Regions from separate parts of the Salmo salar genome. Here region 2 is linked to region 1. A link is a contact called in public Hi-C data. All regions are on one chromosome and are shown on one strand. Each heading gives the region's core, a stretch centred on a gene start, on an enhancer-like site or on the middle of the called end of the contact. The rest is flanking DNA. Distances are from core to core; before and after follow the strand shown. Region 1 holds the start of LOC106562051 (matrix metalloproteinase-15). Region 2 has its middle 14 kb from the start of LOC106562054.

Region 1 (5,660 bases), core at 893-3,392:
TAAGCTCTCCGCCCCAAAACATTAGCCTACATCTGGGCTCCCTCTCACCTATCTGGAGCAAGTTGGGAATCAGCACTGCCCGCTGCTGAAGACAGAAAGAGTGACGGTCTGGAAATGAACCGTGAAAGCATTTGCCTATTCCCCCCCAACATTTAATCATTCAGTTGGTTCATACTGTATGTCCAAAGCATGGGGAAACTAGCGAGATGAGCATGGCTCAGTCAGTGATGCCGATATCTTTTCAGGTACTGTTGTAGTATTTCAAGAAAGCAAAACAACCCTACCTGTGGGAAGGTAAAGTGGGGTGGAACAATACTATGGATATGTGCATACAGAATGTGGTTATAACAGTAGGATTACTTAACCTGACCCAGAGATCCTCTAAGAACAGCAGCTTTCCACATATGGTGCTGCCTGCAAGAGTGTGTCAGTGTGTCAGTGAATGAGCTAGATTTGTGTAGTTTGGCTAGCAGCATAGCCTTTTTGGGGAGAGGTTCCAGCCCAGGAGGACCCTGTTGGCGGCGCACAAGGGATAGTCCTGTTAATATTGGAACAGCTAGTCATGAGCAGGATATGCAGCTTGGTGTGCTGGATTGAGTTCCTCAGACAGAATGAGCTGGGTCATTAAGTTCAAAATGTGTGTGTAAAAGTGCCCAATTTGCACACAAGAATGCCTTGTGAATAAGCAACATTTATAATAGTGATCTGACTTTTTTTTTGTTTCAAGACTGGAACAAACTTGACCAAACAAATATTTTGATTTTCTTGCAGGAAATAACACATAATTGTTATTTTGGACCAATTGTTATTTTGAGCGCAAGGTTGTCAAGGTTATGCTCGACCATCTCTATTCAAATAGCAATGTCATCAAAAGTTAACTGGGATTTGGTGAGAGCTTTTTTGTTAATCATTTGTATGTGTTTTGCAGCATATTATGATACATTAAAACTAGTTTTTGTATAAACACTACAGCATTGTTGTAACACAGGGAACTTTCTGAACATTGACAGTTTCGGGGAAGATGATCCAATTACCTCTGCATTAAACGCTTCATCCTCTCCTCCGTGTGTCCCGAGACAGGTGACCCAAAGCACGAGGAGAGAGGGAACTAAAGTCCGTCTCCAGAGTAACCAAATCCACTTTTCCCATGAGGATGCCATAGCCTACTCTTGGCTTGCCTAAACCCCGGACAAGGAAATTGATACCTTGTCCAAGTGTCCACTGTGTCACTGGGTACAAAAACGCGCTTCAAGTTGTTAAGAATAGTTTATGTTAGTCACCTTCCAAGGAGTCCCTCTGAAATACTGTACATTTTAAGAGGAACAAATATTACATATGCTATGGCGAGGTCACCAATAAAGACAGTGACATTCATCAACTCCGCCAGTATCGCTTCCAGAAAACAAGGTTCACTCGAGTTGCCAGAGGTGTTCGAAAGGATGTCCTTTTGATTGCCACACTACAAGTCTTCTTAACAGTTCTGTTTGAATAGACCACAATCCCAGGAGGGGGATCAGAGAAGTATTGCACTGTTGCCAGGATTTATAAAAAGCTTGGGTAGCCTATTATTGCTTGCGGGCGTGTCCCAATTTTACTCACAATTCCATATCAGGACGTGCGGATAGAAAATAATGTCCTAACAACCCGCTTTATGGTAAGTGACATGTTGGTGTCACTGCACAGAAGCCAGCTCACAAAGCACGCATAGTGACTTTAATCTTAATATGTCAGTCATTTACTGAACTGCCGTGTATAACACGCGTAATGTTGACAGAATAAACGAATTAATCTTGCAAATGTGCAGATGAGCCCAGAGCAACGGAAGACGGTTGAAGGTTAAATATCGGGTCCAAGTTTGCTGACAATTATTTAAGGAACCTGACAAAGAAGTTGAAGTCGGCTGCAGATGTCCAACACTCGTGCAAATCTAGCGCTGAATTGCGGCGACTCTTGTGAAGATTTAATATGATGGTTCTCTGCCCGTTAAAATCCAAATTTTTCTTCCAGTTTTCCTGGACTCTGTCCACCACCAGGGTGGATTTAAGTTCGATTTATGGAGCGGGGCAGCTCGAAGCTGGACTGGCTGCTTCACCAGTGACTCTGTACCTTGTGCGTCGCGGTCAAAGTCGTTCCTCCAGCTATCGGATGTAGCCCCCCACCCCGTTAGCGGATGTAGCCCCCCACCCCCTTGGACACTATTGAGCTCGTATATGCTACGGATTAGTATTTTGATGGCATTTACGTTTTTAGAGGTTTCACAAAACGTTTTATATATATATATATATTGTTATTGGCTGAATTCATTCATCTTCATAGTTGGAAATAACAAATAGCCTAGCCCCAAAAATGATTATACTGTAGGCCTACTGCCTGGTAGCTCTAAAACTTCAATTCACCTCCCTAGGCTAATTGACCATTGGCAGAAGTGTCATGGTGAACGAGATAACGCCTTAGTAGGCCTACTTTATGATTTTTTTTGGTCCCTCTATTATTAAATATACTATTCATAGTCTAGACCAAAATTGAATGCCTCAGGAAGGGACTAGCAGCAGCCAGGCAGAGCACTCATGGTTGTCAACAACAAGCCAGTTGCAGAGGAAATGTGTGCCAACAGCTGGACAGAGACAGGTATGTGTATAGCAGGCCTCTTAATAGTTCTGTCACATTCAGCCAACTCCTTTGACTAACCTAAGTCCTGTCCTGACTCCTGCCTAATGGCAGCTGGGGACAGACATGTCTGTAGGGTCAATGGAGCAGTCCTCTCCAACGAAAGTGGATTCATACCTCAGTAAGCAGCCCAATACCTCCTCTCCACGAGTAAGGCTGCTTTCCAACAAAGGAGGCACATTCTGGTTATATCCTCAGATTAGCTTTAAAACGGTACATTTTTCTCTTTACCCCATGGCAAAACGTGTTGAATTGTAGGAAGATAGCCGACGGACCTCCTATAATAGTGCTAAACCAGCAGCTTGAACAAACAACCTTTGTTTAAGTTTGTTTGGCATTTAAGTTTGTCATAGACCACATGACAGTGATGAAAGAATGTCAATGCGCAGGTAAGTGTACAGCAAGGGTATAAGTTGAAACAACACAGTCAAACTGTGTAACACAGTATCTGTCATATACTGTATCTACTTCCTCTGTGATTCTATTTGCTCACACATCACTTCCTTAGAATGCATAAAAACTCTCTTCTTCCCCTGCACTTCTTTGAGTGCTGTCGTTAGGACCCATGTTCTGTTCTAATAATATTTCAAGACTTTTACCCTGAACCCTGACTTCCCAGGTTGATAGATACGTTCTACTTTGACTTTGAGACACATGGTTATTACTACACCCAAAGATGTATTGCTACAATAATCATAATTGCATTAATTTGATTCAATTTTAGTATTTACAACCAGTTTTCAGTGGTGACAGGTAAGTGGGAAGATGGGTTATTTACAAAATTATAGCAGCATTTCCTCTTACTGTGCTTTAGGGCCATTTACTGTAAGTTCACGTGAAAGATGCATAGGTGATGAGATTGAATTTGGTTTTATTAAAATGGATTGTTTCTGAATTAAAGGCAAACAAATATTTTGTGACTGACCATTTTCACTGGATTCAAGTATAGGTCTTGAACACATTGGCTACTCTATTGGTGCAATACAGAGACAGTGTGACGTTGAGTTAGAATATTTGGGCATTGCAACACCTGGAAGATTGATTCAAGCAGTATGTGACTGCAGTACGCTACTGATGTAGCTACATATGTTATTGCTTGCAATAATATAGTAGGTTAGTCATTTTAAACATGAGCAGAGCAGGGACCTCTGTGTCTAAACATGAGCAGAGCAGGGACCTCTGCGTCACATGGGACGGGAGGCCACCACCTGAGAATGTGGCCTCCCGTCCCATGTGTCCAGCCAGCCGCTAAACATGCTGATTGATAAAGCGGTGTCCCAGAGTGGACTAAGTGACAAAACAAAGATGTGGCTGGAATGTATGTAGAATGAATGGCCACAGCTGTACCCTGGGTATGTATGGCTACTGGGTAGGACTAGGACCCGTGTTTCTGTCACTAATAGGGCCCGTATTTATTACGTCTCTCAGAGTAGGAGTGCTGATAGAGGTTCAGTTTAGCCTTTTAAGTCATAATGAATGAGATTATTATGGACAGAGACCACCTGATGCTAGATCAGCACTCCTACTCTGAGACACTTGATAAATACGGGCCATGTAACTCTACCTTGAAACGGCTTCAGTAGAGTTGAGAGAGATTTGGTTATCTCTGGGCGCCCTCTACTGGCATTGACTCTCAGTCAGATGTGACCTGTAGTCGCCATGAACGATGGCTCGGCAGCATGGCTGTCTTGTGTCATAGGTAGACTGTGATCCATTGGAGAGGTCGGTTACCAGTGTAAATGAAGACTATGGTTGTGATGGTGATGATAGCGATGATCAAATTAATCATCAGAAAATGTTTTCTTTTCTTCCTGCCGCTCCTAAGTGAGCATTCACACTTACAAGTCAGCCAAAGCCTTATGCAATGAGCAATGCGAACCAAAACGCATTACAGGATTTTGTATTGAGTCTCAATAAAGTGAAAGGCAGGGGAAGGAGGATTTTTCTTGGAAAAATATAATATCTCCGCAGTGGTTTAGCCAGCCAGAGTCCTCTAATCACTACTGGCTGTGGAATCTCAGTCCAAATAAAACAAGTTTTCTAGGGCGGTGTTCACTATTATGACGGACCTCCTATAATAGTGCTAAACCAGCAGCTAGAACAAACAACCTTTGTTTAAGTTTGTTTGGCATTTAAGTTTGTCATAGACCACATGACAGTGATGAAAGAATGTCAATGCGCAGGTAAGTGTACAGCAAGGGTATAAGTTGAAACAACACAGTCAAACTGTGTAACACAGTATCTGTCATATACTGTATCTACTTCCTCTGTGATTCTATTTGCTCACACATCACTTCCTTAGAATGCATAAAAACTCTCTTCTTCCCCTGCACTTCTTTGAGTGCTGTCGTTAGGACCCATGTTCTGTTCTAATAATATTTCAAGACTTTTACCCTGAACCCTGACTTCCCAGGTTGATAGATACGTTCTACTTTGACTTTGAGACACATGGTTATTACTACACCCAAAGATGTATTGCTACAATAATCATAATTGCATTAATTTGATTCAATTTTAGTATTTACAACCAGTATTCAGTGGTGACAGGTAAGTGAGAAGATGGGTTATTTACAAAATTATAGCAGCATTTCCTCTTACTGTGCTTTAGGGCCATTTACTGTAAGTTCACGTGAAAGATGCATAAGGTGATGAGATTGAATTTGGTTTTATTAAAATGGATTGTTTCTGAATTAAAGGCAAACAAATGTTTTGTGACTGACCATTTTCACTGGATTCAAGTATAGGTCTTGAACACATTGGCTACTCTATTGGTGCAATACAGAGACAGTGTGACGTTGAGTTAGAATATTTGGGCATTGCAACACCTGGAAGATTGATTCAACCATTATGTGATATCAGATAAATAGTCAGAATAAAAGAGTAGGGGATGTCTTTGCACCTCGTGTTTGACTTTTACTCACACAGGATGAAGTCCAGGTTTTTCTACATCATGGTTCTGCTCACAGGAGGTCTCTCTATGAACGAAGGAAAAA
Region 2 (4,900 bases), core at 141-2,640, 64 kb before region 1:
TTCAGCCTTGATGTAGAGCCAGATAACTCATGCCAGAATCAGTGCTGGAAATAAAGAGCAAACATATGTGAATTTAGAGTGGATATATCTACTTAAAGAGTCTAAAACTGGTCCACAAAGACTCCATAACCATGTAACCTCCCAACCTCTCCACCAACCTAGCCGGTCGCTCACTCTTTTATACTCCATCATCCATCTATTTCTACCCCTCTCTTTCTTCAGCTCTCTACCTTCTGTTTGTCTCCCACTCTCTCTCTTTCAGGCTCCCTTACTCTAAACCTCTTTATTTTCCCTTCTCTGTCAGTCCCCTACATGTTCTCTTCTTCTCCATCTATTTATTATAAGATGTGGTGGAGCCTGAGCCGGATGTGAGAGATTCTGTCTCGTCAGCGTTTATTGACTTATGTTGACATGATGTTCATCATTGTGCTGTTTTACTGGTAAGGGAAGAGGTTCAACGCTCACTCACACAGACTGCTGAATCATCATCAGCATGTCCAATTGTCAGCATGCCACAAAATGTGACATATTTCCATCTAAGGTCATTAGAATAATCACATATGTTGCTCGCTCCGTCACGCTCGTCCCCCCGCTGCTACGTCCCAGTTGTTTTATCCAAACCATTACAGCTCACATGCTAAAAGCCCATTACTAGGGCATAACGCAGCCAACCCTGATGCCAACCCCCTCCCCCAAACACACACACCTAAAACACACACACACGCACACACAATGCTATTACTATTGTCATCAGCAGCAGTAGCAGTAGCATCGACAGTAGCATCGGCAGTAGCAGTGCTGCTTTGTAAGCTTTCAATGACATGCAGAGTTTTTGGTGTATTTGTGATCTCCAGGAAAAGGTCCATTGATTGTTTACCTCTGTTCCCCTTCGCAGTGCTGATGTGACCCACTTCTGACTAAGCTGTAATGTGAATGTTTTCCAGGTCGAACGGGGAAAGCTGCTTTTACGCTTGTGGTTGACAGAGAAAAATGTAAAAAATGTGCTGAATGAAAAAAGAGCAAACTATCTAAACTGATTGATACAATTTTGGTGGGAGAAAACAACAAGGCAGAAGGATGAGGGAAAATATTGAGGGAGTAGAGAAGAAGTGTCCTGCTGTGTGCACTAAAATATATATTGGTTTTCTGATTACTCACCCTACCAGACATGTTAGAGGATACTTTGAAGGACACATACAACAGGGACTCTATCAAAGATTTACTAATTGTCAGACTTAAAAAAAGACTTCCTTCTGGCTGGTGATGCCATGACTGCCCATCAATCTATCAGGGATAAAATCTGTACGTTTAATTTAGCCCCGGTGGGCAAGGCGGTTGGCATTCTGGGCAGAGCAAAGCCCATTCTTAAATATCATCAGTCAATGTGACATGTGATATATTCACTTTATACGGGAGCTGTTTTTAGCCGCACTGAATGTCATTGGGTTTGTGACTGATACCAAAGCAACTGGAGCTTTGAATACACTACAGTTAAAAGCCCCCTACTTACCTCTTTAAGCACACACATACAGGGTGAAAAACATTCAGACAATGTACAATAACACTGTCACGTCCTGACCAGTGAAAGAGGTTGTTTGTTATTGTAGTTTGGTCAGGGCGTGGCAGGAGGTGTTTGTTTAGAGGGTTTCGGGGTTTGTTGGGCTATGTTCTTATTTAAGAGGGGTGTTTGTTTAGAATGTTTCGGGGTTTGTTGGGCTATGTTCTTGTTAGTCTATTTCTATGTTAGTTCTAGTATGTCTATTTCTATGTGGTGTTTATTGGGTGGACCTTCAATTGGAAGCAGCTGCTCCTCGTTGCTTCTAGTTGAAGGTCCTATTTAAGAGGGGTGTTTTTTCTATGGGATTTGTGGGTAGTTGTTTCCTGTTTTGTGTTCGTGCACCTGACGGGACTGTTTAGTGTCGTTTGTTGTTTTTGGATACGTGTTTCTTTTGTTTTCCTTCTTTAATAAAATAAGAAGATGAGTTTACACGTTCCCGCTACGTTTTGGTCTAATCCCTACGACACCCGTGACACACACAAAACACTGAAATACTGAACACACAACATCCAAGTCATCCACCCCAGTAGTAGACTCTTAGTGGTCATGATACAGTTGAAGTCGGAAGTTCACATACACCTTAGCCAAATACATTTAAACTCAGTTTTTCACAATTCCTGACATTTAATCCTAGTAAAAAGTCCCTGTTTTAGGTCAGTTAGGATCACCACTTTGTTTTAAGAATGTGATATGTCAGAATAATAGTAGAGAGCGTGATTTATTTCAGCTTTTATTTCTTTCATCACATTCCCAGTGGGTCAGAAGTTTATATACACTCAATTAGTATTTGGTAGCATTGCCTTTAAATGGTTTAACTTGGGTCAAACTTTTTGGGTAGTCTTCCACAAGCTTCTCACAATAAGTTGGGTAAATTCTGGCCCATTCCTCCTGACAGAGCTGGTGTAACTGAGTCAGGTTTGTAGGCCTCCTTACGCGCACACGCTTTTTCAGTTCTGCCCACAAATTTTCTATGAGATTGAAGTCAGGGCTTTGTGAAGGCCACTCCAATACTTTGACTTTGTTGTCCTTAAGCCATTTTACCACAACTTTGGAAGTGTGCTTGGGGTCATTGTTCATTTGGAAGACCCATTTGCGACCAAGCTTTAACTTCCTGACTGATGTCTTGAGATGTTGCTTCAATATATCCACATAATTTCCCTGCCTCATGATGCCATCTATTTTGTGAAGTGCACCAGTCCCTCCTGCAGCAAAGCACCCCCACAGAATGATGCTTCCACCCCCGTGTTTTATGGTTGGGATGGTGTTCTTCGGCTTGCAAGCCTCCCCCTTTTCCTCCAAACATAACGATGGTCATTATGGCCAAATAGTTCTATTTTGTTTCATCAGACCAGAGGACATTTCTCCAAAAAGTATGATCTTTGTCCCCATGTGCAGTTCAAACCGTAGTCTGGCTTTTTTTATGATGGTTTTGGAGCAGTGGCTTCTTCCTTGCTGAGCGGCCTTTCAGGTTATGTCGATAAAGGACTTGTTTTACTGTGGATATAGATACTTTTGTACCTGTTTCCTCCAGCATCTTCACAAGGTCCTTTGCTGTTGTTCTGGGATTGATTTGCACTTTTCGCACTAAAGTACGTTAATCTCAAGGAGACAGAACGCGTCTCCTTCCTGAGCGGTATGACGGCTGTATGGTCTCATGGTGTTTATAATAGCGTACTAATGTTTGTACAGATGAATGTGGTACCTTCAGGCATTTGGAAATTGCTCCAAGGATGAACCAGACTTGAGGAGGTCTACAATTGTTTTTCTGAGGTCTTGGCTGATTTCTATTGATGTTTCCATGATGTCAAGCGAAGAGGTACTGAGTTTGAAGGTAGGCCTTGAAATACATCCACAGGTACACCTCCAATTGACTCAAATGATGTCAATTAGCCTATCAGAAGCTTCTAAAGCCATGACATAATTTTCTGGAATTTTCCAAGCTGTTTAAAGGCACAGTCAACTTAGTGTATGTAAACTTCTGACCCACTGGAATTGTGATACAGTGGATTATAAGTAAAATAATCTGTCTGTAAACAATTGTTGGAAAAATTACTTGTGTCATGCACAAAATGGATATCCTAACCGACTTGCCAAAACTATAGTTTGTTAACAAGACATTTGTGGAGTGGTTGAAAAACAAGTTTTAATGACTCCAACCTAAGTGTATGTAAACTTCCGACTTCAACTGTATGTGCATTGAAAGACCCCTCCCCCCGTTTCCTCCACCTTGGCTCCATGCCAGAGGTCCCACTCCGAGGCCTGTGCCCGACTGCTCTCTCATCTCCCAGACAGAGACACAGGCTTTCCTGTGAAAGGTCCATAAACGTACATAAACCCATTTTTTCCCCCCATCTCTCCCTCTCTGTACTCTATTGTTCTACAGTCCTATGCCATCCTATCCTGTGCATGGTACAACTGACTCATGGACTAAGCTGCATCCAGACTTTTTATGACAACATTTTGTAACAGGCCTATGCTTAGCTGTGTGCTTTGGCTTTGCATGCATGGGGTACTGCATGGATCTGCAATATATCCTCAGGTTGTAGAAATATTATTAAGCCTCAGTAACAGGGTGGAACATCTGCCTTCAGTTTTCCTGCTTAGTGTGTAAAATTGAATTTGGCGGATTCCTAACAAAGTATGTTTCTGATTTAGCTATGAATTGTAGATCAGAGAGTGGATGTTGACCAAACGGGGGTGAAACAACGCTCTGACAATGATAATAAAGGCTTGTTGTTCTTCAGATAAGGATATCAGTTCTGTGATGAGGCAAATCCAATAAGGATAATTGATGGGTCTGAGGTCCATCAGAGAGAAAAGCCAAGCAAAGCTATCCCTAATGAGACCAGCATTAAGAGTGGGATGTGTGTGCGTGTGTGTGTGTTTATGTGTGTGTGAGTGTGTGTGCGTGGGTCATTCCACAAAATAAGTGCCTTTTGCGTCCCTTTGATATTTTAAGTAGAACTTTTGCACAAATATAGAATTTTAAAAGTTTGTTACTGTATGTTAAATGAAGTGCCCTTTAATATAGACCACGTTGAAAATTCATTAAAGCATATTTTTAATATCAATAAAGACTTGCTATAGTGACAAAATTCTGTCCCTCGATGCATCCTGTTTGACTTCAAGGAACATTTTAACCTACTTAACCCCAACATTTATCCACGTTTTCATCACCCTAGTCATTTAGTTGCTTGACAAAGCCATTTCTGAAGATTATTATTTATTTCATGTGATTAGTGATTCATTTTAAGATTTAAAAAAATGGCCCTTATTTTAAGGAAAACCCTGTTACGTGAACTGAACTCTCATTTTAACATGGTGAAACGAATCATTTTTTCC

The links. Hi-C and Micro-C count contacts between places; a contact is called where the count stands out from the background.
Region 2: a Hi-C map of muscle shows a contact between it and region 1, with 20 times the contacts expected there. The contact joins the enhancer-like site here to the promoter of LOC106562051 in region 1. A contact is called at or near these places in 2 of 3 Hi-C or Micro-C datasets (gill and muscle).

Annotation. Positions count from the first base shown.
Region 1 is chrssa11:14,540,707-14,546,366 of Ssal_v3.1, reverse strand. It overlaps LOC106562051 (matrix metalloproteinase-15), which reads right to left and starts at 2,142. Exons shown (of 10, transcript XM_014126591.2): 1 at 1,035-2,142. The coding sequence starts at 1,160.
Region 2 is chrssa11:14,604,396-14,609,295 of Ssal_v3.1, reverse strand. No RefSeq gene overlaps it. Among protein-coding and RNA genes, the nearest start is that of LOC106562054, 14 kb to the left of the region's middle. Within about 2 kb of position 1,390, at least 1 of the 13 cell types and tissues checked has an H3K27ac peak or open chromatin away from gene starts, as enhancers often do. A contact at or near this core is called in muscle, where this site is marked.